Linked DNA regions of Mus musculus: all the other regions are linked to region 3. Evidence: chromatin contacts called from public HiChIP or PLAC-seq data. All regions are on one chromosome and are shown on one strand. Each heading gives the region's core, a stretch centred on a gene start, on an enhancer-like site or on the middle of the called end of the contact. The rest is flanking DNA. Distances are from core to core; before and after follow the strand shown. Region 1 has its middle 40 kb from the start of Gm40217. Region 2 has its middle 73 kb from the start of Gm40217. Region 3 has its middle 54 kb from the start of Gm30266.

The links. HiChIP or PLAC-seq counts read pairs in DNA pulled down with a chosen protein or histone mark.
Region 1: a contact with region 3 is called in an H3K27ac HiChIP or PLAC-seq map of heart atrium, with 4 times the contacts expected there. The contact joins two enhancer-like sites. A contact is called at or near these places in 1 of 115 datasets of contacts at active chromatin or transcription factors (heart atrium) and 1 of 9 other capture datasets (embryonic stem cells).
Region 2: an H3K27ac HiChIP or PLAC-seq map of heart atrium shows a contact between it and region 3, with 7 times the contacts expected there. The contact joins two enhancer-like sites. A contact is called at or near these places in 3 of 115 datasets of contacts at active chromatin or transcription factors (fibro-adipogenic progenitors, forebrain and heart atrium).

What each region holds. Positions count from the first base shown.
Region 1 is chr4:105,276,617-105,280,973 of GRCm38.p6, reverse strand. No RefSeq gene overlaps it. Among named protein-coding and RNA genes, the nearest start is that of Gm40217, 40 kb to the left of the region's middle. Within about 2 kb of position 2,228, at least 34 of the 459 cell types and tissues checked have an H3K27ac peak or open chromatin away from gene starts, as enhancers often do. A contact at or near this core is called in heart atrium, where this site is marked.
Region 2 is chr4:105,243,834-105,248,045 of GRCm38.p6, reverse strand. No RefSeq gene overlaps it. Among named protein-coding and RNA genes, the nearest start is that of Gm40217, 73 kb to the left of the region's middle. Within about 2 kb of position 2,210, at least 139 of the 459 cell types and tissues checked have an H3K27ac peak or open chromatin away from gene starts, as enhancers often do. A contact at or near this core is called in heart atrium, where this site is marked.
Region 3 is chr4:105,993,295-105,997,258 of GRCm38.p6, reverse strand. No RefSeq gene overlaps it. Among named protein-coding and RNA genes, the nearest start is that of Gm30266, 54 kb to the left of the region's middle. Within about 2 kb of position 2,673, at least 9 of the 459 cell types and tissues checked have an H3K27ac peak or open chromatin away from gene starts, as enhancers often do. A contact at or near this core is called in heart atrium, where this site is marked.

The DNA.
Region 1 (4,357 bases), core at 979-3,478, 720 kb after region 3:
ACACACTTAACTAATTAAAATTAATTAATTAAAGCTTTTTTAAAAATTAAAAAGACTATATATCAATATTTATACCCAATATGAGCTGAGAGCTCACCAAGTACAGAGCAGGGTTTGGGGCTAGGAATGCAGCAGCTAACCCACCCTGTAATGGAAGAAGTCGATCCAGGATGAGAACAACTTCCAGAGGAAGTGGTGACTGAGCCACCATCTAAGGACTGAGTCACCTTTAAGCGGGGATAGGGACAGAGTGTAGGAAGGCTGAAAGTAGATAAGTGTTGGTGGCATTGAATGGTATCAGATTGCCTGTAAGCAGGCAGGGAAGTTCCCGGAGATATCACCTGGAACCTGAGAGCAGAGTCACCAGGATGGTACAGGATGTGTAACCTAGCATTCAAAGCCTGGGAGAGACCTTTGCCGGCCGTCAAACCTTTCCTTGAGGTAAGTGGAAATAAACAGGTTTGTTTGCCCTGCTTTCAGCCCCACAGTGTCCTGTTAGATAAAAACAAAACAAAACAAAACAAAACAAAACAAAACAAAACAAAACAAAACAAAACAAAACCCTTCTCAAAGCTGGGCAGTGGTGGTGCACACCTTTAATTCCAACACTCAGGAGGCAGAGGCCTGTCTGGTCTATAGAGTGAGTCTCAGGACAGCCAGGGCTACCCAGAAAAATCCTGCCTCAAAACAAAACAAAACAAAACAAAACAAAACAAAACAAAACAAAACACCTTTTTCTAGCTGGAAGATAGGCCTCCGATATTGGAGGGCAGAGTATGGCAAGATTCTCTCTCTGAGGGCCAGGCTTTGTCTGCAGTTCTCTATGAAGGGACTGACCTCTGCCACCGCAAAAACAAGGCACGTCATGTTCATTCAGCGAGCATTTGCAGTTTGCCCAGCAACATTCACTTAAATGCTCTTACTTCTCAGAGCAAAGTTCAAGTCCCAGGTTTCCCAGCCAAGGAGAACTGGCTTCTAATCAAGTCTCATTAACTGTTACCCCTGGGCCAAGCTATGTCACCACTCCTGGCAGCTGCTTTCTCTTTGTCACTTGAAGCCAGTTCCTTGCCATCAAGGCAACAGGTAGAACAGTGTATTCTAAGGTTGCCATAGCCAGGTGCCACAGCCTAGTGACTTAAATCACAGAAACACACGCTCTCACAGCCCCTGGGGCTGGAAGTCTGTGGTCAAGACAGAACACACACTTATTGATTTTGTTGTTGTTGTTGTTTGGTTTTGGTTTTGGTTTATTTTGTTTTTGAGACAGCTCTGGATGGCTTAGACCAGACTGTCCTTTAATGTACAGAGGTCTTCCTGCCTCTTCTTCTTGAGCTGGAACTAACAACATAAGCCAGTTGCCCTTTCTTACAAGACACCAGTCATACTGAATAAGGGACAAATATGGAAACCCTGGAGATGAGACCCTCAGCACAAGGCTTTAGAGCAGTGATTTTCAACTTTCCTAGTGCTGTGACCCTTTAATACAGTTCCTCATGTTGTGGTGACCCCTCAACCAATGCCACTTAGCAACTGTAACTTTGCTAATGTTATAAATTGCAATGTAACTATCTGATATGTAGGATATCTGATATTCAACCCTTCTGAAAGGGTCAGTCGATCCCCAAGTCGGTTGTCACCCCCAGGTTGAGAGCCGCTAATTTAGGCAAAACATCATCCGGCCCTAGCAGATGAAATAGCATATCCAAGTTTCTTCAGAGCCTGGCACTTGGCACACGCTGAGCAGATCCACGGACCATGCCTTTGGCAGGAGTCCATGGGGAGGTTTGGGACTCAACAGTCACTGGTTCTTGCCCTCGGCTTTAGATTCCTTGGTTTTAAGCCTGCCTTGCTGCCTCAATGATCTTGGCCAGATCTTAAGTGTTCTCCAAGATAACAAAAAGCTCGTTGCACACCGTAAATCCTGTGTCTTTTTGTTCTCACCGAGTCCTACCTTGAGTTGCTCACTCTGACATGCTGGGAACAACCTGAGAAGGGAGCAGAGAACATGACGTTCTCAGAACGGGCTCACCAGGGCCTTAGCTTTCTGCCATTGCTGCTGAGGGGAAAGCAGGGCAACTCTAGAACACTCTCCTCCCCACCCTCTCCTACTGTCCCTCAGAAAGGGTACCAACAGCTGTCTGAGAGGAAGTCCGTGGCACTGCTATCAGAGACCTAACTTTGGAAACTGTACCCATGAGGTTCATTTGTCCCCAGATCACCCACTGGTATTTTAGGCCACAAGCATTCCTCTGGCCACCTGCCCTGTTCTGGTATGCTGGGAACAGCTAACTTCCCTCAACTAGTGAAGTTTTTTTTTCCTTGAGGTCACTTTCTCATTGTCCTACTTCCCGGGTGACATGTTAAACGGGGTGTTGGGTACTTTGGTTTGTTTGAGGTATTTTTTGTTTGTTTGCGGTTTGTTGTTGTTTTGGTTTGGCTTTGGCTTTGTTTTTAAGATCATATCAGCACATCCAATTGGTAGCTTGAGCCCAGGCAATTCCTAGGGACCAGCTTTACTATACTGTTCAAGCTTTTTTCTTCGAACCCAGTCAAATCCCGATTGGCTTACAGACAATTCTGCTAGGCTCCTCCCAACAACGGCCTAGCAACAGTTTACAGCATCACCAACACCGTTGCTGGCCAATTGAGAGTCAGGTGCAGCAATTGCCTGCCGGTCAAGTGCGAGCCAGGAATGGCAGCATAGAAAGAGAATGAAGATGGCTGCTCCATACCCCGACCTCTCTTTCTCTCTAACTTCCCCCATACCCTCTGTGTTCCCATGCATTCCCACAAAGTCTCTCGCTCTCCCTCCCCCTTCCCCTCTCTCTCTTTCTCTCTCCCTCCTTCTGTGCCCCACCTTTCTTTGCCCTCCCTCCTCTGCCTCTACCCCTTTCCACCCCTGTTCCTTTCCCTTCATCCATGATAAACTTCCTTATGTCAGGTCTGTCGTGTGGCGTGATTTCTCAGAGGGACACCTTGGCTTGGGCGCACCAAGTACTCCCGTACTCCCTCTGCTGCTGCCACAGCTTTCTATTCCAAACAGTAACTGGAAGAGATGAGTGCTGGATCCTGAGATGGCACTTTGACACCCCACACCCCCAAATAATGCTTAAAGACAGAGATAAAGGATTTTAAAGAGCATTAATTGCTCTCTAGGCCAATGAGGGGTTCCTTGCGCCCCTTTATGAGTGCCATATTTTGGCATTAATTTTCAAAACAACTTCTGCTCGTTATGGAATTGGGAAATGGAAAGACAAACTGTGTGTGCATTCAGACTGATGCACAGGCCATCTCCTGTCTGTTAAGATCGTTGCTACTGGTGCTCGCTTGCTTTCCTCCAGTCTTCCTTCTTGGGAATCTGGGAGCATGCTAGAGTTAAAGTTTTATATCTTTATTGTCTGCATAGCATTCTGTTAAACTGATGTGCCTCCATTAACTTAGCCATCCTGCCACTGTTAACTAAGCCATCCTCCTGTCACAGAAGGCTGGCTGCTGCATCTGTTTTCTCTTTTGCTGTTGATATCTTTTGTGTTTGCCTTATTTAAATTTATGTGCACTGTCTGACCTGAGTCCTCAGCAAAGCTATTTCTGACACCCAGCTACTTTACCCACCTTTTAAAACCTCATCCTTAGTGTCAGACGCTATCGTCTTAAAACAATGTGAGTAAAGTAGTCACCTTCAGTGAGAAGCGAGGACCGGCATGAGCCACCGCCATAAAGAGCTGAAGTACAGCCTGCTTGGCTTTGCCTGTTTGTCTGCAGCATTAGCGGTTGGACCTAGAGTCTTGTGTGTGCTAAGCCAGTGCTCTACCACTGAGCTACGTCTCCAAGCCCTCTTCTTGATTCTTTTATTTTTGAGATGGAACCTTGCTAGTTTGTCCAGTTTTGACCCCAAACCTGTGATTTTTTTTTTTCTGCCACATCTCCCAGAGCAGGCTGATATTACAGGCACGAACCCACTTCTTTAGGCTCTAAGGCCCTTGCTCTTCCTATCCATCTGTGCTCTGAGTTAGGAGGCAGGTGACAGGAGCCAGCACCATTTTCCAGCTGGGAACTCACCCACTCGACAAAGTTAGAAATGTTGTACCTTTCAAAACAAAACGTAGAGAGCACAAATGCCTCCCAGCATTGCCAACAAATGTGTGGAATGAAAATAAACAGACGTGCCGTGCACCGTCAGGGGGTGAGAATCGTAACATCTACACACAAACTAGAGCGGATTCCCACTCAACATAAAGAGCACCTGTTAAGCGCTTGGTAGGCACAGGAGGTCCAACGAACCACAGACTTGAGTTAGATCCTTGCCCTATTGCTTACTGGCTGTGTGACCTTGGGGAAATCATGTGTGCCCACAGGA
Region 2 (4,212 bases), core at 961-3,460, 750 kb after region 3:
AAGTTCATGCAACCCCAGATTTTCACAGCAGTTTCTGACCCAGAATCACACTTCCCATTCTGCCCCTGCAAACCTACAGTGGTTTTACCAAGCAGATTCTCCTTAAAGCGCTTCACCCGACAGCCTTTTGAGATGATGCTTGGACTCTCTCAGGACGTGCTCCACAGGAGAAAAGCTAGGGCATGGGTGGGATAGGAAATGACCACAGGGTCAATAGAGAGACCCGGGTTCTGAGCCCTGCCTTGCCATACACTAAGGCAGGCACACAGCAGATAATTCCTAGCTGCAGAAATGAGGTCTGACCCACATCAGACTTGGCCCGCAAAGGTCAAGACTCCAAAGACAGGGTTGTCTTTGGAATATTTGAAAGACTATCAAGGAGTGTAGTATAGTTTAGTGTGTGTGTGTTGATATTGTGGTATCTCTGTCTCTCTTTCTCTGTGGCATGTATGTATGTATGTATGTATGGTGTGTGTGATGTGTGTGTGTATGATGTTTTGTGTTGAGTATGTGGTGTGTGTGTGTGTGTATGCGTGGTGTAGGGGGTAGGGATATCTGTGGGGGAGTAAGAGGGTGGGGGGGCTCTCTGTATATGTGTCTTTCTCTGTATTACCTATCTAACTATGTTCAACAGAGAAACATGGTCTTCAATGCCAGGCCTACCATTCTCTTACTTTGACTATCACTGGTCATCTACAGCCAGTTCCTTAGGTGAATACTAGAATTCAGATTTCTGTACCCAGTGTTCACCAATCCCTTGCTTTGTGATCTTAAGTCCTAAATGCCCTCTGGGACCCCTCCTTTCTTCACTTCCTTGGCTCTATAGCAGAGCAGGAATGCACAAGCTCTAGGCTCCAACGTGCAGATGGAGCTTAGGAAAGATGCTTCTCTGTGTCTCTGTTTTCTCCTCTGTAAATAGTGCCTGTTTAGTTGACTTATTACCACAAAGAACAAAGGATTCTAAAATACACGAAGGCCCATTTTTAAGTGCTAAGGGAAAATCACTTTCATAGGGGTGACCATTATTAGTAAGAAAAAAGGAACTTCTATATTCCCAATTCTCTCACAGTTTCACACATATATATATAATGGGCTTTGATCATATTCACCCTCATTTTCCTTTTACCCCTCTCCACCTCCGATTGAACTTCTTCTCAACAAGTTTGGTGTGTGTGTGTGTGTGTGTGTGTGTGTGTGTGTGTGTGTGTGTGTGTGAGAGAGAGAGAGAGAGAGAGAGAGAGAGAGAGAGAGAGAGGCGGGGGGGAGAGAGGGGAGGAGAGGTTTATTTACCTAAGCAATGACAACTATTTTTAAAATTTAAAAATATAGAAAGTCAAGTCTTAATGAGATATCAAAAAACAAACACCACTAGACAGAGCCCAGGGGAAAGGGCAGTACACCTGATGCCCGAGGTCCAGCCCCAGTCTCACGACATTCTTATGCTGTGATCTTAAATAATTAGTAAGCCTCGCTGGTCTCCACTTATTTCTTAGTAAAATGAAGGGGTGAGCCCTCCCCAAGGGCCTTCTAGTTCCTATATTCTGTGGGTACCGGGACCTCTGCCCCTTTGCACCTGTTCCTTCTGGGGTTGAACCACGTGTGGCCAGGGAAAGTCGATTTCCTTAGTGGATTTCTCCGAATCATATACATACTTACCTTCCTACTTTGACCTATCCTTTGTTTGCCTTGCTGTCTCCCTAATCCTCCACACTGAGCACTTCTAGAGGGCATGGCATGGATGGATTAATATAAAAGGTTAAGAGTAAGGAAGGCAGATGGGGTCCATTTTGAACTTTGGCTCCCACTATCTTGGTGATGTTGGATAAGCCACTTCAAGCCTCCAAGTCTCGATTGCTTCGACTAAAAAGAGACAGCAATATGTGAATCACGGGCATCTGAGGAGGAACATTAATCCGATTGCTGGAACAGACACAGGAAAGGGCTGGGAGTTGTCTTTCCAGAAACGTGAGGTGTGGCTGAAAATAAGAATACCGTGTTGGTAAAATGCATGCAACGGAGTCGATCCGCTTGGAAATGCCAAACTCCACCGACCAGGCATACCCCCATAATAAACTACCAGGCACAAAGATATTAAGCTTCAACCATCCTGGCAGCGACTGAGGGACACCACTAGCTACCCCCATGGCCTTGGGCGGAGCCTGTTCCGCCCGCCCGCCCACTAGGCGGTCTCCACGCCCTGCCTTTCTCAAGCCGCGAAAAGGAGGAGCTGGAGCTCTTGTGCAAAATCCCCTCAGCTGTGATTGCACCCCAGACAAAGACACTGCTACAAAAGCAGACTGTATTTGCATTCTAAAGTCACGCGGCCGAACTCAGAAGCCCAGGATGAGATCCAAGCAGTCGAGGACAATAAAGGCTTCTCTGTCCACCTGGCAGCCTGGCAGGACACAGGCCTAGGACAGACAGGCACTCAGGGCGACGGGAGGATCCCTGCAGCCCAGGGATCCCAGCGGTCTTCCTAGGGAAAGAGAGGTTCTCTAGGTGGGAGAAGGCAGAGAGCCAAGGCGTCAGGAACTGCCCGAAATGCTGGGTCCTCACACAGTAAGAAGTGCCACGCGAGCCTATTGCAGGGAAAAGAAAACAAAAGGAAAGTCAGATGTTCTTAGGGGAATCTGTGTTTATTAAAACCGACGATAGAGAAATAAGTACTCTGCCCAGGGCCTCAGAAACAGCCCTGTCACGACCTCTTTCCATCCCTCTATCCCTCTCCTTTTGCAGCTTCAGGTCCACCCGCTGCCACAATCTAATGGGCGAGTGTACCTGTCACACACAAAGCTGGTCAGTCCAGTTCCTCTATCCATTGTCACCTGAATCTGAAGGACAACGAGCAGAAGGCACGCGGATTTGCCGACTATTACCAACAGATTCTCCAGACCACGGCAGAGTGGGTCCTCATGCTATCAAATAGTCCAACTTTACAGAGCTTTCTCTCTTGCTACTCGGAGCTACTGTGTTCCATGGTCCTTGTTCTCAACCTCCAAAACCCTCTTCTCCGCCGTTGCTCATCTTGTTCTTGTTTGATTGCAGACATGGATGCAATCAATTAGACCAGAACTTCAGAAACTCTTCCTCACCCACTGCAAACCTGCCCTCCACCCCCGCCCCACTCCTGGAACCCCCTGCTTTCCTCTGGTGCAATCTCAGCATTATTTTCATGGGTGGAATAACCATAGGGCTTTTAAACATTACTTTCCCGTCTCTGAGTCAGTTTGCTCAGCAGACAAATATTATCTCATCTCCCTCATCTTTAAGAGGAAATTGAAACAAGAACGAGACCAAGGCGAACCGTCTCTTTTGACTCGCTATGCCTCTTTTCCCAGTTACTTCGCAGCTCTCAATCCCTGTGTTTTGGATAACCATGCCAATAATCTTCATCCACCTTCAGAGGAACAATTCTGTAAAAATGCTGTAATATTAGCCCATTAAGTTGTAATATAAGCCCTTAAGTTGGCCAAAGCCTTCATTATTAGTTTAAGTTATTGCAAAGAATGAATTCAGTGCCAACTGGGAGCGCTTTTTACAGCATTGCTTGTCCACTATGTGGTAGGCACCATTCTAAGACATAAGGCAACAACAAAGAATGAGAGAAGTGTGGTCTATGTTTCTGGACACCTTATCTGGAGAGTAGGAGAAGCAACTGAAGACCAGGAGAAGAGCCCAGGGGGTGACTATAGAGCCAGTCTTATAGGCTAGGTCTCACACTGTGTTGGAACACAATGCATACTTCCTTGCCCTGCACCAGAATCAAAGGCGTCAGGACCTTATCAGTGATAAGGATTTTTCTCCATCTGTAAGCAAGCAAGAAGTCTGAAGCACCACTGGGAGTCCTTTAATTGAATTGTCTAGACACTGTCTTCCAACTCACAATGCCAGATCCAACAAATAGAGGGCTCAGTACCAAAGATTATCGGCCTAAAGCCCCAGTCCCAAGTCCAGGACCTCCTGAGGAGCTGTTATGCAGGATCTCTGTTCCCACAGCCGCCTCCTCTGGTTGGATTAACTCATCAAATGGCTCATAGAGCTCGGGGATAATACTTGTAGTTCTCTCTGGACGTGCCGCCCTCCACAAACCTCCCATGTTCAGCAATTTGAAGGCCTTCAGGCACATCCTTTGGCTTATTTTATGGAGGCCTTATTGCACAGGTGTGGCAGAAGCAGAGACAGCCCAGTCCAGATGTGACTGGACATGAACAC
Region 3 (3,964 bases), core at 1,424-3,923:
ACCTATAACCTCCAGAATAAGGCTGGAGATCACCTAGGCCACAACTAAAGGTGATGCCACCAAGAGACCCGGGTGTTCCATGAACTTGAGTAAAGCAGATATTTATTCTCCTCTTACACAATAGTCCTAAAGTGAGTGGTCTGTGATAGAGGACTTCTGTGTTCTAAAGGAACAGCCAGGAACACAGGCTTGCAGGCTAGTCTGTCATCTGCGTGCAAGGCATTGCAACAGCTCCAGCTGTTTCCATTGTGTAACCTGAAGAGGAAAAAGAAGAAAGAGAAGAAGAAAAAGAAAAAGAAAAAGAAGAAGAAGAAGAAGGAGGAGGAGGAGGAGGAGGAGGAGGAGAAGGAGGAGAAGGAGGAGGAGAAGGAGGAGGAGGAGGGGGAGGGGAGGGGGAGGAGGAAGAGAAGAAGAAGGAGGAAGAAGAAGAAGAGGAGGAGGAAGAGGGGGAGGAGGAGGAGAAGAAGAAGGAGGAAGAGGAAGAAGAGGAGTAGGAGGTAAACGATCTGTGGGCATGGTAAGTACTGAGCATGTCTCTAAGACATGACCTCTGAAAGTTAACACATCCTGAACTGGACTTAGTCACATGACCATATTTAACTGCAAATGAAGCTTTCGATTACAGTCTCCAGTGGCAGTTCTGTCATAAAAGGAAGGAAAGGGGATGAATACAGGTGAGTAGGGTTCGTTTTAAAGCTGAAGAAACTGAGGAACTGAAAATGGACATGACTTGTCCCTGGCTCAAGGCCCTGTGTGGACTAGCTCACAGGTCTGCTCCTCTGGAAAACTTCTAGTTATCCTGTTGATAAATGATAAGCCCGAAGCTTGTTGATAAACAGTGCAGTTGTGACGAGAAATAAGTTGTGTTAAGAATGAAGACAGATCACTGTGAAAGGCCAGGTCTGGGGAAAGAGAGAGAGGGGAGACATGAGCAGAATCCTGCTGGAGACCTTTAGCATCTGTGTGTGAGGGCAAGCTCAGCTCTGCAGGTCCCTCTGCTCAGCTGTCGTTCCCTGTCACCTGGTCCCAGCTGCCTTTCTTCTGACCCACTCCTTTTTTTCACAGAACTTGCCACGGCTAGCCAGGGTCACTCAGGGCCCAGGTAGGATTAGAATAGCCTGTCCTCACCATGGCCCAGGAAGCAACTGCTTGTCATTCAGAGCAAGTTGGGTGGTCTCTTCTGCAGCAGGACCCCTGACCCCTTTTCTCACTCAATGGTTCATTGCTCTTGGGTGCCCCTAGGCTCTGCACCCCCCACCTGAGTACTTGGTCGATTATTTTACAGGAGATATTCATAAGCTTTGGCTCCCTAGCTGGAACACGCCAGCCACAGAGGACCAGCACCCTCGTAGCTCTGTGCTTCTCGCAGTCAAAAACCTAGTCCTGGTTTCCCTTCAGACTAGAAAATCTCTGAGCGTGGTGATGGTTTTATGTGCTATTCCTTTCATTAGCAAATACAAAACTTTCTTCCCTACAGAGATCAGTGTCCGCTCACATCAGTTGGCATGTCAGCCAGGTTTCTTAGAGCTGAGGTAGTTTGTGACTTCAAAACGGACATTCCTCTGACCCAGTTCAGGAGACCAGAAATCCAAGATGGAGGTGTGGGCTGGGCTGCCTCTCCTGTTGGCTTGTGGATGGCCGTCTCTGCCTTCTCCTCCTCGTGTTCTCTCAGGCTTCCTTTTGTCTGCAACCATCACAACCTTCTATGAAGACAGTTGATGTTGAAAAACATCCTGATCCCTTGGACCTTAATTGACTCCTTTGAAAGCTATTTTTGAATATGGTTATTCAGCAGTGTTTGGGATCAGGAGCTAGACTAATGAGTTATGAAAAACCTAAGAGTTTGTATAAGACTAGTGTTTTTATTCTCTTTGCCTGCTGAAGAGACACTTCGTAGTTATCATTGAAGAGTCTCCACGTGGCTGGGTCGTGAGCAACATCTCCGTCTTCTTCAGTATGTTATTTTTAAGGGAAAAGAGGCCTAGCTGGTGAGCTAAGAGAGCAACATTTCTAGAATCCTGAGACTGATTTTCCTAGTTGGATTTTGAGAGGGATGCCGTTGTGATACAGCTGAGAACGAGCACTGATAGTAACCAGGAACTGTGTCTCTATCTTCCAGTGCCTGGGAACATGCTATCAAAATGAGAGGAAACCTGTGTAGCCTCAGGAAAGAAAGAAGCAAGGAAGCGAGTGAGCACAGGTCCTTCTCTGATGTGCTGAGAGAAGTTGGGGAATTTGTAACTGCAATAGGAAGTGGGGAGGGAGCTGTTTTACCAGAAGCCATTATTCCCACCACTCCACTTTTCAATATAGGGAAAGGGAACCCAGAAGGGACACAATTCAACGATAACACTGGGATAAATCACTGTAGTGAAGAGAAAGAGGAAGGTGGATTCGGACTCGGATGAGGAGCATTTGTGTCCTCAGGAAAATGACTGCCTCTGTTGAAGGAAAGTCTAGGGAAACTCCCCTCGGAATTCTCTTAAGTCTAAAGCAGAGAACACGTGGCAGGCAACACTCACGTGACGACGACCATATAAAGCAGTGGCCGATGTACGGAGCAACATATAGTTCAAAGTTAATTGCCGCTTCCGGGATGGCGAGGCAGCACAGCACCAATTTGTTCTCAGGCTTTCTTCCTCCCGCTGGGGTCAGAGAGCAAGGCGCCACGTTCCTCATTTGCCTCCAATAATGACCAGCAGAATCAAAACTTTCCCACCCAATTAAACATTTGGGTGGTTGGGATTTGCCCAAGGAAAACAAGCGTGTGCTCACTCAAATCTTTTATTTGGAAAATGTTTTTCAGCAGAGAGACCCAGCCTTCTTGTCACTGCCTGGCTCTGGGATCCTGCTGTTAAAAACCAGAGCAGAACTTTAGGAAAACAGAACAACTTGGATCTCAACATGACAACCTCTCAAGGCTGTTAAATTCTTTACAGCGTTGACAGGATGTCTTCAGTGTGTGTGCTTTGGGTTGCTCCTCACAAGGTCTCTGTGAAGCTGGTGAATAGAGAAAATGGATCCCCAAGATTACAGCTAGGTCCCGATGCTGGTACTTCCACTAACTGGCAGAAAGCTCTTTGGAGACCTGAGTTCTTTAAGATTCAATTGTCTCCTTTATGCAGTATGATTCTCCCAGGCTTGTGTCAGGGTGCCTTGGTATATGAGATATCTAAAAAACAAAAACAAAAACAAAAACAAAAACAAAAACAAAAACAAAACAACAACAAAAAACCCTTACTATTTTATTTGGTTTATTTAGAGACAGAGTTTCTCTATGTAGCCCTGGGTATCTTGGAACTCTCTCTGTAGACCAGGTTGGCCTCAGGCAGGCGATCTTCCTGCCTCTGCCTCTCAAGTGCTGGGATGCACTTGGAGCATCCAAGGCATGCATCACCACCACTCAGCTGAGGTGTATTATAACATTTAAACTAGGGCCAGTGTGCTGTCTCAGGGGTCATGATGCTTGGACTTCTGATCTCTGGGACCCATGTGGTGACAAGAGAGAGCTGACTCCTGTGAGGATGCTAAGACAAAAACTGACCACATTTCTTTATTCTGGCAACCCTGTACTTTCATAACCATTGGACGGATTTGCTTTGCACATTGAGTGAATGCTCCCCCCACCCCCTGTGTGTCCTAAGTACAAAATGAGTTCCCAGGAAAGGTTTGCTATTGGCATTTTTAGATTTTGATACTTTCTCAAAAGCAAGACACATATTAGCTTCCTTGCGAATGTTTTAAACTTTCAATTATGTTTGACTTCCAAAATCCTCTCCTGACTTCCAACCAGAGGAGAACTCACATCAGACTATTGGGAAATACCAGGACGGGTATGTTTTGGACACTGGCTTTCTGTGACTCCTCAAGTTAAGGCACATTCTTTCTCCTGGCCTGGCCCCTCATCTGCAGGGAGCATGTTGGGCTAGTCTAATGCTCCTTGGGGCCTCTAAGACTCTATATG